Regions from separate parts of the Mus musculus genome. Here regions 1 and 2 are each linked to region 3. The links are chromatin contacts, called in public Micro-C maps. All regions are on one chromosome and are shown on one strand. The core of a region is the stretch at or near the end of the contact, and the rest is flanking DNA. Distances in the headings are between cores, read along the strand shown. Region 1 holds the start of Mustn1 (musculoskeletal, embryonic nuclear protein 1). Region 2 holds the start of Cacna2d3 (calcium channel, voltage-dependent, alpha2/delta subunit 3). Region 3 holds the start of Cacna1d (calcium channel, voltage-dependent, L type, alpha 1D subunit).

What was found. Hi-C and Micro-C count contacts between places; a contact is called where the count stands out from the background.
Region 1: a contact with region 3 is called in a Micro-C map of embryonic stem cells, with 1.8 times the contacts expected there. The contact joins the promoter of Mustn1 here to the promoter of Cacna1d in region 3. A contact is called at or near these places in 2 of 39 promoter capture datasets (the C10 cell line and neutrophils), 1 of 484 Hi-C or Micro-C datasets (embryonic stem cells) and 1 of 9 other capture datasets (liver).
Region 2: a contact with region 3 is called in a Micro-C map of embryonic stem cells, with 10 times the contacts expected there. The contact joins the promoter of Cacna2d3 here to the promoter of Cacna1d in region 3. A contact is called at or near these places in 1 of 39 promoter capture datasets (hippocampal neurons), 5 of 484 Hi-C or Micro-C datasets (all in embryonic stem cells) and 2 of 115 datasets of contacts at active chromatin or transcription factors (both in embryonic stem cells).

The regions. Positions count from the first base shown.
Region 1 is chr14:30,877,706-30,881,776 of GRCm38.p6, forward strand. It overlaps Mustn1 (musculoskeletal, embryonic nuclear protein 1), which reads left to right and starts at 1,552. Exons shown (of 3, transcript NM_181390.3): 1 at 1,552-1,910; 2 at 2,912-3,044; 3 at 3,219-3,905. The coding sequence starts at 1,902. The coding sequence ends at 3,325.
Region 2 is chr14:29,720,374-29,724,245 of GRCm38.p6, forward strand. Cacna2d3 (calcium channel, voltage-dependent, alpha2/delta subunit 3) reads right to left here and starts at 1,491. Exons shown (of 38, transcript NM_009785.1): 1 at 1,273-1,491; 2 at 499-580. The coding sequence starts at 1,394.
Region 3 is chr14:30,352,234-30,356,334 of GRCm38.p6, forward strand. It overlaps Cacna1d (calcium channel, voltage-dependent, L type, alpha 1D subunit), which reads right to left and starts at 1,253. Exons shown (of 47, transcript NM_001083616.2): 1 at 692-1,253. The coding sequence starts at 758.

The DNA of each region.
Region 1 (4,071 bases), core at 302-2,801, 530 kb after region 3:
CTGCCTGCGTCTGCCTCCCAAGTGCTGAGATTAAAGGTGTTCTCCACTCACCCCCCGACCCCCGAAGTGAGCTAACTCTTAAATGAAGATTTCCACAACTTTCAATGGGAGACTTGTTCATAGTGCGGGGCCTGTGGTCAGCCTTGCTTTGAACACCCTGAGTCCTGAGTGGGTGAGTGGATTGGTTGGTGGACTGGTTGCCTGGTTTAGTTCTAAATTTTTCTTTTCCTGGGTTTACTTAGAAGTCAGACCTATGAGTGACTTCAGCTGCCAATCAAGGCTGTGTACGCAGTCATGAGTCACAGAAACCATCCCACCTCAGCTGCCAGTGACACTTAAGCATGGTGTCATGCATGGGTCACAAAACCACATTTTTTAGATGAAAGAGAAGATGGTGTACTTCCATTGTAAACTGGTTTACAGTAAATTTTCACATCTTATTATATAAAAGAAGAAAAAGGAGGAAAAAACCCAGCACTTTTGTGGTCGTTGGTTGTGTGCCCTGTGCCCTGTAACTCACAACCAACTCAACGGGTTAATAAACCTGATGGCTTGGCTGCAGTGGGCTCAGAGTCTGCGATGAAAGGAGCCTAGCGTGGTCTAGCCATCATCCTGATGAGCCTAACCCGCTTTTCCTCCTGGGTCGTGAGAGCTGGGCATCCCTTATCCTTGTCCTAGTCAGCCAGCTGTGGGTACTCCTCACAAGGCATGGCCTGGCCTCCCCTTGGAATCATGGGTATTGCTCAGGTCCCTGCGTATAGACCTGATGGTGCACACACTGACCTACTGGGAGCCAGGCCCAGAACCAAGAATGGGATAGAGTTCGAGGCACAACAGCTATGGAATGACATTTAGGATGACTGTTAGTGCCTGGTTGAATTTCATCTGCCTGGTGCCTTCAGGGATAAACACAATGTCCATTGTAGACGGGAGGGAGTGGAGAGAAGTCTAAGACAAACCTCCAACCCACATCTACCACAGCCCACCTCAGGCTTAGGGTCCCTGCATTGCCACCAGTGATCTTTCCATGCAAAGATGAAGTTAGTGGTGGGTGCTAAATGATTTTCCAAGGGAGCTCTACTCTTTACTACAGCTTAATAGCTGAAGTGGCATTCACCCCAGCCCTCTAAAGTCCTGCCAGCCAGCTTCCAAGTGTCCATCTTAGACAGAAGCCCTCTATAGGCCTTTACTAGCAAGCATGGTCTCCTCCGGGCCTATACTGTACCTTGCTTTGTCTCTTTATTAAACTTGTCCCAGGGCTGGCTAGAGGACCAGGACACCAACAAGACTGTGATATGGCAGCTCCACAGGGTCTCGGCCTTCCTGGCTACTCACTCTGAGTTGGCTGTGCTCACCATGAGGAAGTGTTTCCAAGCAACAGAAAGGAAGTTTCTCCCCTGCTAATGTGCTGGGATGGAAAATCTATTTCCAGTGGAATCCAGGAGTAGAAGAGAAAGCTAAACAAACTCAGAGCATCCACCCTTGTTCAGGGCCCTCCCTCTCCTCAGAGACTTCCCCTCCCACCCCTGCCACTGGGATGGGTTCTTGCAGTCAGCCTGGGCAGGCTGTCTCACACATTCCAGGGTTCACATTCATAAACACAGTCTGTGAACAACAGTGCCAACACCTCCCACCGTCGAGTAAGCAGCTGTCCCCAGAGATGCGGGGTCCCCGCGGCCATCTCCTCTCACCAGGGCAGCTGCCCATCATCGCCAAGAATAAACTCCAGCTAGTCGCTGCGTGGATCTGAATCATCTGAGAGCTTCCAAAGGAGGGGAGTGACTACCCAGGACGCACAAGCAGACTATATAAGTTCCCAAGGGTTGGGCCTCACGCAGATCCTTTCCTGTGGCTACTGCCTGCCAGAGAGCTACCAACAGCGAGCTTGCTTGGCATCCAACATGTCCGAGGTAAGGAGGCCCAGAAGGGACTAGTTGGTGCCAAGGAAGTTGCGAGGGCAAGGCTGGACACTAAGTAGTAGTGCCTGCTCTGAAGTAAAAGCCAAAGCTAAACAGAAGCACCGTGGCCCTTCCAGGCTGGCCTCTGGACACCCTGGGTCTCACCAGGCTCTGGTGAAAGGCCTTGACACTTCAGGCGTGTGAGGGGTTGGAGGTGGGGAGTGCCTATATAGAACTGTGCGCCTTTGTATGGAGATGAGGGAGCTAGCCTTGCTGGCTTAGTGTGTCCTGATGTGTACACATTTGTAATCTGGAGGAAGGATGAGGGGCGGAGACTGTACCTATAGATCTGTCTGTCTCCCTGTGAGGGTGTGTCTGCAGGCCTGCGTTTCCCTGGGAGCTCAGCCCAGGCTGAGTGAGGGAATCCTTGCACCTGCCTGCAGGGCTTAAGAAGGAATCAGGTGTCAGCCTCACAGGCGCCCGCCCGGGTGGTAGAGAAGGGTGAGCACTAAATCTGGCTTTCCCGGCTCTACTGGGCAAGAACAACAAGGTCATCCTTGCTCCTTTCTCCATGGCTGTCTACCCCGATCCCTCCCCAAACACAGTAAACATCAGTGGTTTTGTTTTAGGGAAAGGGGGGAGGGGCAGTCTTACGGACTTCACCACCTCTGTGAACAGATCTTAGAATTCCTGAGATTACCAAGGGCTCCTCAGTCTTAGAGTTCATCTTTTTGCTCTCCGCCCTTGTGTCCAGTCCTGAACTCGGCCTGACAAACAGGCCAGTGTGAGGATGCAGTGGTCACCACCCCCAGGAGTTCCCTCCCTGTCTGTGGGGAAAGGTCAGATGTCCAAGTCAGGCTAAGAAGGCAGGGAGGTGGCGGGGAACTTGCAGTTGGGAGAGGAGTGAGCTTTGAATCGGCTTAATTCGGAAGCCTGGGAAGGAGGAGCCCCCGCCAAAGTTGGGGGGTCTTCATCTCAAGGCATTGAATTGTAAGGCTCTCGACTTTTCCAAGGCTGGCACTCCTGAAGGCCCCATCAAGAAGAAGCGGCCCCCTGTGAAGGAAGAAGACCTGAAGGGGGCCCGAGGGACCCTGGCCAAGAACCAGGACATCAAGTCTAAGACATACCAGGTCATGCGGGACTACGGTGAGTGTCCCCCGGGCATGTGGTAGAATTGGAGACACAAGCATCCCCCGGTGGTAGCTAAGAGGTGTTGAGGGTCTCTGGGCATAGGAGGGGCTGCACACAGCATAGGGAGCCCTGCCTCTGAGAAGACCAGTTTAGGTCCCTGATGTCACCTCCTCCATCTCTTGCCTCCAGAGCAAGCCGGCTCAGCTGCCCCATCTGTATTCAGCCGCAACCGCACAGGCACCGAGACAGTCTTTGAGAAGCCCAAAGAGGGACCAGCCAAGAGCGTGTTTGGCTGAGACATGCACATTGCACCATCCACCCGGACACAGGAGCCTCCCCACGAACTTTTTTTTTTTTGTAATGCTGGAAGATGCCTTTCCTCTGCTGTCTCTTGAACCATCATGACTCCCACAACCCTAGCCCTTGGAAACACCAATAAAGAGTATGCCCAATGTCCCCAACCTTGGGACGTTGCCATGGCCGCTACCTGCAGAAGAGAGGGAAGTGTGGGGACATAGCATATCTGGTGCCCTTCCTGGACTCTGAGGTGGGACAGGGAATAATGTGTGTGCTCTCAGAACCACTGAGGTGTTCCAGGCAGAGCCTTAGCCGTGGAGTCCTGGTGCGGACTTTCTGATGCGTGTAGGAGACAGTTCTTCCTAAATCTCTGTTTTAGGCTGGGAAGATGGTGCCATAGCTAAAAGTACTTGCCATTTCTTTAGAGGACTCTGGTTCAGTTCCCAAATATCCTCATGGTAGCTCATAACCATTGAACTCTGCCACCCTCTTCTGGCCCCTGCGGGCATTGCATTACGTGTGGTATGCCTGTAGTCAAAATACTCACGTACCTAAAATAAAAATGAAATGGAAAAGTAACCTTCGGTTTCCCATCATGCACAGCAGGAGAGTTGAGTTAATGTCTATGGCATAAAGCAGGTTTCAGTAACAGAGAGACCTTGTTGGAGGCCGAGCTCCCTCTGCCTGCCTCAGAAGGTGCTGCAGTGTTTCCAGGGTCCTCCAAGCCCATTATCCTTACTCCTTT
Region 2 (3,872 bases), core at 241-2,740, 630 kb before region 3:
AGCCCTGGGTCTAGATGATTGGGGAATAATGGGATTGTAGGACTGCAGGGATGACAAACAAAGCTGCTGGTATCTCGCCAATACACTGAACCCTATGACTCCCGAGCAAGGTGGAGGCTCCGAAAACAGACGCTGCCCGCCGGATTCTGCCCCTTGGAAGAAGTTAGCATCTTTTGGCCAGGGAAGCATCTGCTCTCGCACTGAGACAGCAATACCAACAACTGCGAGAAGAGCCATGCAAACACACTGTTTCCGAGCCCCAGCCAGGACAGTGCGAGTGAGTATCCTGCTTTTCTTTGTGTTTGGAATCAAGTGTCATCTAAAAATAACCGGTTGGTAGGGAGAAGTCACTGCACAGTACAATGCCAAGAACGGGAGATCAGAGACTACTCTGATAACTGATGCAGCTCTGGGCTCACGTTTGTTTGGAAAAACTAAATCTGCCTCCATTTTCTGTGCTAGAAAAATCATCGCTGTCTGTCACCACAGAAACCTTACCTTTTGCAGAAGCTGGGAGCCCGAGTACTTGGCAGCGATGGATTTTATCTCCCCACCAAAAGCGGAGGCCCACAGCTTCACTCTATGGGGAGAAAAGAGCAGAGGGAAGAAATGTAATACCAGTGTCACCGTCACACACGCGCACACACCGGGCTGTGGCTGAAAGAGCAGGGCGATAGAACATTAAAGGAAAAAGGAAAGAAAGATTAAAAAAAAAAAAAAAAAAAAAAACTCTCTCTTACAAACTACCCGCACCAAGATGTAGAGCGCAGCGCGGGATGGGGTCCGGGGTCACCGGAGTTCAGAAGGTGTAAAGCCTGGCTCTCTAAGAAGACCACGGGCTTTCATAGAAACAATTGCCTGGTTACTTAAACACCTAAAATGAGCATCACCTGGCAAATACTACTCTGAAGAAATCCACCCATCCCCACCCCCACCCCACTTCCCGGAAAAGTAGGATGGCAAGGTAGCAGAAAAGGGGACCATTAAACAGCCCGTGGAAGTTGCAGTCTGTAAACAGGCTCTAAACTTGGCGCTGTCACTTGAGGTGAACCTCTCCAGGTCTTACTCCCCAGCCCCAGGGAAAGGGCGAGAAGGTTCCACCCTAGTCTCCCGCCACTGGGTGCTGATGCTGAGAGGCAGGTGCAAGAGGCGAGGCCCGCACCCGCCGTGGGTCCTGCCCAGCCGCACCTGCAGGCGCCCAAACTTGGGCGCCCCGGGTCTCTCTCGGGCGCTAGCCGCCCCTCCCGGGGAGTCCCAACACCAGGCACTTACACGGAGAGCGGGATCTGCTGCTCGGAGCGCACCACGTCCCCCAGAGCGGCGTAGAGAAGCGCGGTGGCTAGGAGCGCCGAGGCCCCCCGGGACGCGCAGCACAGCGAGCCCGGCCCGGCCATCCTGGCGGCGGCGGCGGCGGCGGCGACTGGAGCGGCCGCGGAGAGCTGCGCCGGGCGGGCGGTGGGCGAGCGCGCTGGGCTGCCTGCTCCGCCGCGCGCCGCCCCTCCTGCCTCTCGCGCGCCCGGCTCACTTGGGGAGCAGGGGGGGGGGGGAAGCAGCGGGGTACGGGGGGAGGGGAGGGGAGGGCGGAGAGGAGGCGGGAGGGAGCACTGGGGAGTAGGCAGGCGCGGGAGGAGGGAGCGAGACGCGCCTCTTGCCGCGGCAGCTGCCCAGCCCCGCCTCGGCGGCCCCGGGGAGTCCGGCGAGCCGCGGCGGGAGGGCGGGAGGCGCCTCGCGGGCGGAGACTCGCAAACTCAAGTGTCCTTGGCCGCCACGGCTCGTGCCTCGCCCGGTCCGGCCCACTGCGGCCGCTGAGTTCTTTACAACTCCGCAGTCCGCCGCCACGGGCGCGACTCTCGGGTGGCCCCGGGCGGTCCCCAGGCCCTGGCGACCGGAGCGGAATGGGGGTGGGCGGCTCGGGAGCGAGGCCGAGGACCCCGATGCTCCACACTTTGCCAGTAGTTGATCTGGTCAGGAGCCCCGGGGACTGGTCAGGGGCGTTGTGGTGGGGGGCTGCGGAGCCTAGAGGTGGTGCGACCCCCTCCCGATTCCCCTCACGGTTCCTTGGGAAGAGGCAGAAGTCTGGAAGAAGCCAGCGGGCGGCGGCAGCGGCAGTGGACCGGCTCGTATAGCGGCAGAACGGGCTGGGGATGGGACAAGGGGGTCGGGTTCTAGGGAGTGCACCGCGGCGTGGCCGCCCATCGCTGCTCCACCGCCGCGGCGACTGGAGGAAAGCGCGGAGGGTGGCGCTGCAGTCGCGGCGCGGGCACCCGGCGGCCGCACAGCTACCGCTGGCGTTCCGGACCACGGGCCGGGGTGCTTTCAAGCCTACTGAAGCTCGGGGTCCGGGGTCCGCACTGCTACACGGTGCACCCAGGGACCAGGATGCCCGGGCGGGAAAGGAAGCAAACGCAGCGGAAAGTCCAACCTGACCGGCAGACACCCTTAATTCTGCGGGGGGAGGAGGGGGGTTCAGATTGCTCCGAGCACGGAGGTTCCGCACACCAGCCCCCGCCCGGGAAGAGGCAGCTGAGCGCGGGCGAGGCTTCTGAATACCCACAGGGAAAGCCCCAGGATGTCTCTTTTGCCGCGGCCCCACCCTTAGAAAAACCTTGTCCCCCATCCTCGTTCAAGCTCTAGGGTGTGACTAGGAACTTTGTGGAGCCCTCGCGCGGGCTGACGGTAAAGACCCGAGTGAGGCTGAGTCATCCTCGCCTGGCGGAGCAAACTCGGGCGACCTGGGGCAGCCGTGCGCTCCTGACCTCGCCTAGTCTCCGAACGCGCCCCCGCCGCCTCGGTTCTCCTTATGTGCATGTATTTCCGCCTCTGGGATTTACAGGGGTTCTCCCCCCCCCCCACACCCACACCCTACCTAGTTCTTTGCACTCAATTGCAGAGAACTGAGTAAGGGTAGGGGTAGTATCCGGCTAGGATCCAGCATGGCTCTCCCTCACAGCAGTCTCCGGAAAAGTTATCTTGGTGGTGAACGGTTTGGATTACTGAGTCGAATGTGAGGGGCTCGTTGCCAGGCTTTTTTCTGAGTACTGGTAGACCCCAGCCTCCGTGGGCTTAAGGCCAGTCACACACCTACCTAGGGAAGCAGCACCAGGAACCCGGCCCACCAGTGCCAAGTGCACCCCACCCACGGGCAGTGTCTCCATGGATGACTAACTAGTTATAATGAATTCTCTGCTTCTGAACACACCTCCAGCCTATGAACGCATGCCAGCCCTTTCCAAACTGAACCAAGCACAGCCTGACCCCGGGGCTAGTGGTCCATATGGCTTTGACACTCAAACTGGAGGCTGGGAGGAAATTTAATTTTCTTGCCAGAATGCAAGAGTTTTCTAAATGGATGTTTGAATGAATGAATGAATGAATGAATGAATGAGTACATACTAGCCCCGATTCATAAGGTTTCATTGTCCCCTCTATGGTGGTGTATGGTAACAGCCCTTCTCCTGCATCCATCCGTCCAGTCAGTAATAGCCAAGCATCTTGGTCAAAAGGGACACAGAAGGGCATGCGGTGGGTGCTGGAGGTAAATCAACCAGGCAAGCTGCCCTTCTGGGATGTGTAGATCAGGAAGGGACAGGCTTTTCTCCAAAAGCAATAATGAGAAATATATAATTATGCACTCTGACAGAGTATCAACAATAGTGTGTATGATGAAAGAAATACATGTTCCGCCCTGATTAGTCGTGTGCCTTTAACTGATGAGAGATTGACACAGCAAAAGGATAAGAAGCAGCCAATGTGAGGGCACCAAGGTCGTGACCATGGTTGGAGGTTAAGTCACTATCCATGCCACTTGGCACAGGTGGACTCCACAGTTGTAGGGCAGCTAGAGATCTTAACCCAGAGAAAGGATTTTGAGA
Region 3 (4,101 bases), core at 3-2,502:
CCAAAAGCACCCCAGCCTTCTTAGACCCGGCCCCCGCTGGTGTGGAAACTGCACGTGGTGAGTTGCAGAGCCCCACAGCGGCAGCAACTCTCTGGGCATTGCTAGGTTACCGACGTGTGCACAGGAGGCACAGGGAGCGGGAATACACGCTCCACCCGACCCTGTTCCCTCAGATCCCAAGACCCGGGGCTTCTCCCATGAGATGATGGGACCAAGCGACCCAAGGGGTAAACCTGGAACAGTCCTAGAATTTTCCTGATGCTACTAAGGACCTTCTTCTTAGTCAACCAGAGGCGCGGGAGATAGGGGGAGGCTGGAAAAAGGGTTCAGGCTGAAGACTAACACCTCCTCTTCCATCGCTCAGGGGCGATGAAAGAGGAAAGTTGAGCCCGAGCACACTGAACCCGGATCACCTCACTCTTGCCCCTTGGCTCCACAGTACTCCACACACACCCAAATGGCCGCCCCCACCCCAGCAAATGCAGAATTAACTGACATTCACGGCCTGAAGAGGAGAACGGAGTAGCTGCCGCGCATCACCCCTTTCTATGTAGATGACACCAAGCCAAAAGCATCATTTCCAACCCCCTCAACCCACCCAACGCATCGGAGATGGGGGGTTGGGGGTGGGAAGAGTAGGATCATGATAGGATGAGGTTTGGCAGCGGGTACCCAAGCTCAGGCTGCTCACCGTTCGCATGGTCCTCTTGGTGCTGCCGTTGATGTTGCATTTTTTTCATCATCATCATCATCATCATCCACGAACATTTATTGAGCGCCTACTGTGTGCAGGGCACTATGCTCAGGGTTAGGGAGGGGGAGGAACGGATATGGGAGGTTACGGATAGGTAGGAGCCGCGGTCCCTGCCCTTATTTTCGCTTCAGCAGGGGGTGGGGAAGGACAGAGACAAATAACCAAAAATAAAGATAATTTATAAAAACCGCCTGCCACCCACGCTCCTTCTTTTTTTTTTGAAAAATGGAGCAAAATAAACTTTTTGTAAAAAATAAAATCAGATGTATATATTATCTTAGTAATATATACATGTAATTTTTTATTTTTTTTATTTTTTTTTACTGCAAAGGAGAATTGGCTTGGTCCCCTCCTCTAGCGGAGGGACACCGTGGTGGTGCCCGCCCGGCCTGCCGGGCCGCTCGGCGCGCCCCCCATGCCGCCCGTCCGCCCGCCCGCCGCGGTGCCCGGTGCCCCGCCGCCGCCGCCGCCGCCCGCGCCGCCGCTGGCTCGGGACCGCGGGCAGCCGGAGCTCACATCCGGGGACGGAGGCGCTCGCCCGCCCGCCCGCCCGCCCGCTCCGCGCCCGCCGCGCCGCGCTGCACGCCGGCTTCGCCCTGGCGACGCTGCGCGCCCGCCGCCGCCGTCCCCCGCCCTCCCCCGCGCGCCCGGGCCTCCCACCGGCCGCGCCGCGCCCCAGCTGCCCGCCTGCGGCCCACGCGCCCCCCGGACTCCACGGCGCGCGACTCGGACGCCGCCACCCCCAGGCTGGCGCGGCTGACCGAGGGTTAAGTGCGCTGCGGCCGCCGACAGCCCGGTTAACCCCCTCGGCGCCGCCGCGCGGGCGCCCCTTCCCCGAGCCAGGCCCGTGGGGCCCCGTGCCTGCTGCTAGGGGCGCCGATGCGCCGCTCCTCTACACGGCGTCCCCAAGCGGAGGCTGCTGGGGTCCCCTGGGGTCCGCTGGGCTGGCTCTGGTGGCCTTCGCACTCTCACACCTGGGGGAGGCCCCGCCCCCCTCCCCCCAGGAACCCAGGTGCCCGCAGGCGATCGCTGCTGCTGCAGCATCAAAGCTCAGGGTTCGAGGGCTCTGCTTGGACTGGACAGGCGTCCCCCAGCTCTTACACCGTTTCTTCCAGTTTAGAGGTGCAAAGAGATGGGGGGCTTGTTCTTTGGGGAGCACTGACTGTCCTCAGAGATCTGCCCTCAGCCCTGAATCCCGTCCTCCCTCCCTTATGCATACGTGGCGGTGGGCTCCCTCCCTCTCGCCATCACCTCCACGTGTATTTGGAGACAGGTACAGAGAAGTAACAGCCAAGGTCTTTCAAACTGCTAGTGTGGAGAGGTAGACTGTGCAGCTCAAATTGATGACTCGTTTAGGAATTAATACTTTTTTTTGTACCTTCTCGGCCTCCTGTTTGTAGTGGGGGAGGTCTACAGGCCCCAGCTCCGTCTGGAGGGGGAAATACTGTATCTAGTGGATGACTGATATTTTTCATTTAGCTTTGTGCTGGCTGTTGGGAAAAGGCGTCTGCTTTGTTACTTTGCAGGATTCGATTTATTTGCCTTTGTTCGGATCTGCTTGTTCCTACGGAGTTTTAGAACGTTTGAGAACAGTGTCTTTAAAGCAAAAGGCTCAGCGTGAATTAAGAAAATAAATGTTTCTGGGAAGGTGCTCCTTGCTCAAAGAGGACACACCGAGCATCTCTGATTGTTGCAGGGGGGATCCACCTGGGAAGAATGACTCTCCAGGGGTCTTCCTGAGAGAGGGGTGTCTAGTTAGGATAGAGGAAAACAACCATGCTTGCCTGCTTTTTCACTTGGCTCTTTGGAGAGTGGCAGGATTGGGAAGCAGCCTGTGGCCTGTGTAAAAGAAAGCTGGTCTGAGCAACCTCACCTGTGCTGGTGCTTAGCTGAAATCAAAAAGGATGCAAGAACATATCCTTTGATAGGTCAGATTTGCAAGGAAGCACGTGTGTCACTATCAGAATTCCAGGTCTATAGCTTATCCTCTGGAGACTTCTACAGAAAATGCCTTGCTAACACTGGCCCATTGTCCGATTTAGTTCAGCCAACACTGAACAGGCATCTGTTAAGCGCAGTTGTCTAGGCTAGGAGTTACCAATTTTGATCTGTGTGCACAGTCCCTTCCTCAAGGGCAAACCATCTACTGGAAGAAGCAGAAGCTGGGCTATACCAAGTGTAGGAAGCACTATGCAAGGGTGCTCTGGAGCCCTGGAATTGAAGGGCTCTGAGAAGTCTTCCCAGTTCTGTTAACCGCTTAACTAAGCGGGGAGAAGAGACAACCACAGGGCAATGAAGCTATTCTGTATGTCACCATAATGATGGACCTAGAGCATTATTTGATTGTCAGAGGCCATAGACCTGTGCTCCACAAAGGTGAACCGTGATATAAACTGTGGACGGAAGTTAACAATAACCCATTGCTACTGTTTCAACAAATATACCACACCAAGCCAAGATGTAATCATAAGAAAAACTGCTGGAGACATGTACCTTCTATGTAAATTCCCTGTAAACCTAAAACTTTGTTTCTATTAAAAAGGGGGGCTGATTTAATAGGGCAGGAAGAATGGAGGCACAAAAGAGATTAATGTGTGGGTGGCATCTGTTTGAAAATCAACGGGTGCACAGGTAACATGGAATCCTGCACTCCTCTGCAGTGGGAACCAGTGACGGGGTTTTAACTGAGAGTTGGCAGGATTAAACTGTGAAGGGTGTGGGTTCTACACTCAAAATATGAATAAGTATTTGAAATTGAAGGATATATATTCATTTATTTGTGTGTATGTGGAAGTCCCTGGAACAACGTTCAAGAAATAGCTATCACCTTCTGCCATGCTGGGTGAAGGGGCAGGATAAACGCAGGTGCTCCACCATGCTGGGTGAAGGGGCAAGATGAGTACAGGTGCTCCACCATGCTGGGTGAGGGGGCAGGATGAACACAGGTGCTCCACCATGCTGGGTGAGGGGGCAAGATGAACGCAGGTGCTCCAGTTTGGTATTAAATGCTTTTGCCCTCTGAGCAGTAGGTATCTCAAAAGACCCTGGAGTTGAAGTTTGGGCTTCCCATTTTGTGTAACATCATCGTCAAATTTTGAGGGTTTGGGGATTTCATTTTTTCTTTTGTGAGGCAGAAATGGGTGGTGGGGTGGTTGTTTTGTGGTTGGTTGGTTGGTTGGTTGGGTTTTGTTGGGTTTTTGTTTGTTTGGTTTTTTGCCTTTCCCCCCATTCTACACAGTTCTGTAAGCTTCAGCATACTTGAGTAATTTAAATATATATATATATATATATATATATATATATATATATATACATATATATATATATTCCCATGATAAGGTAAATTA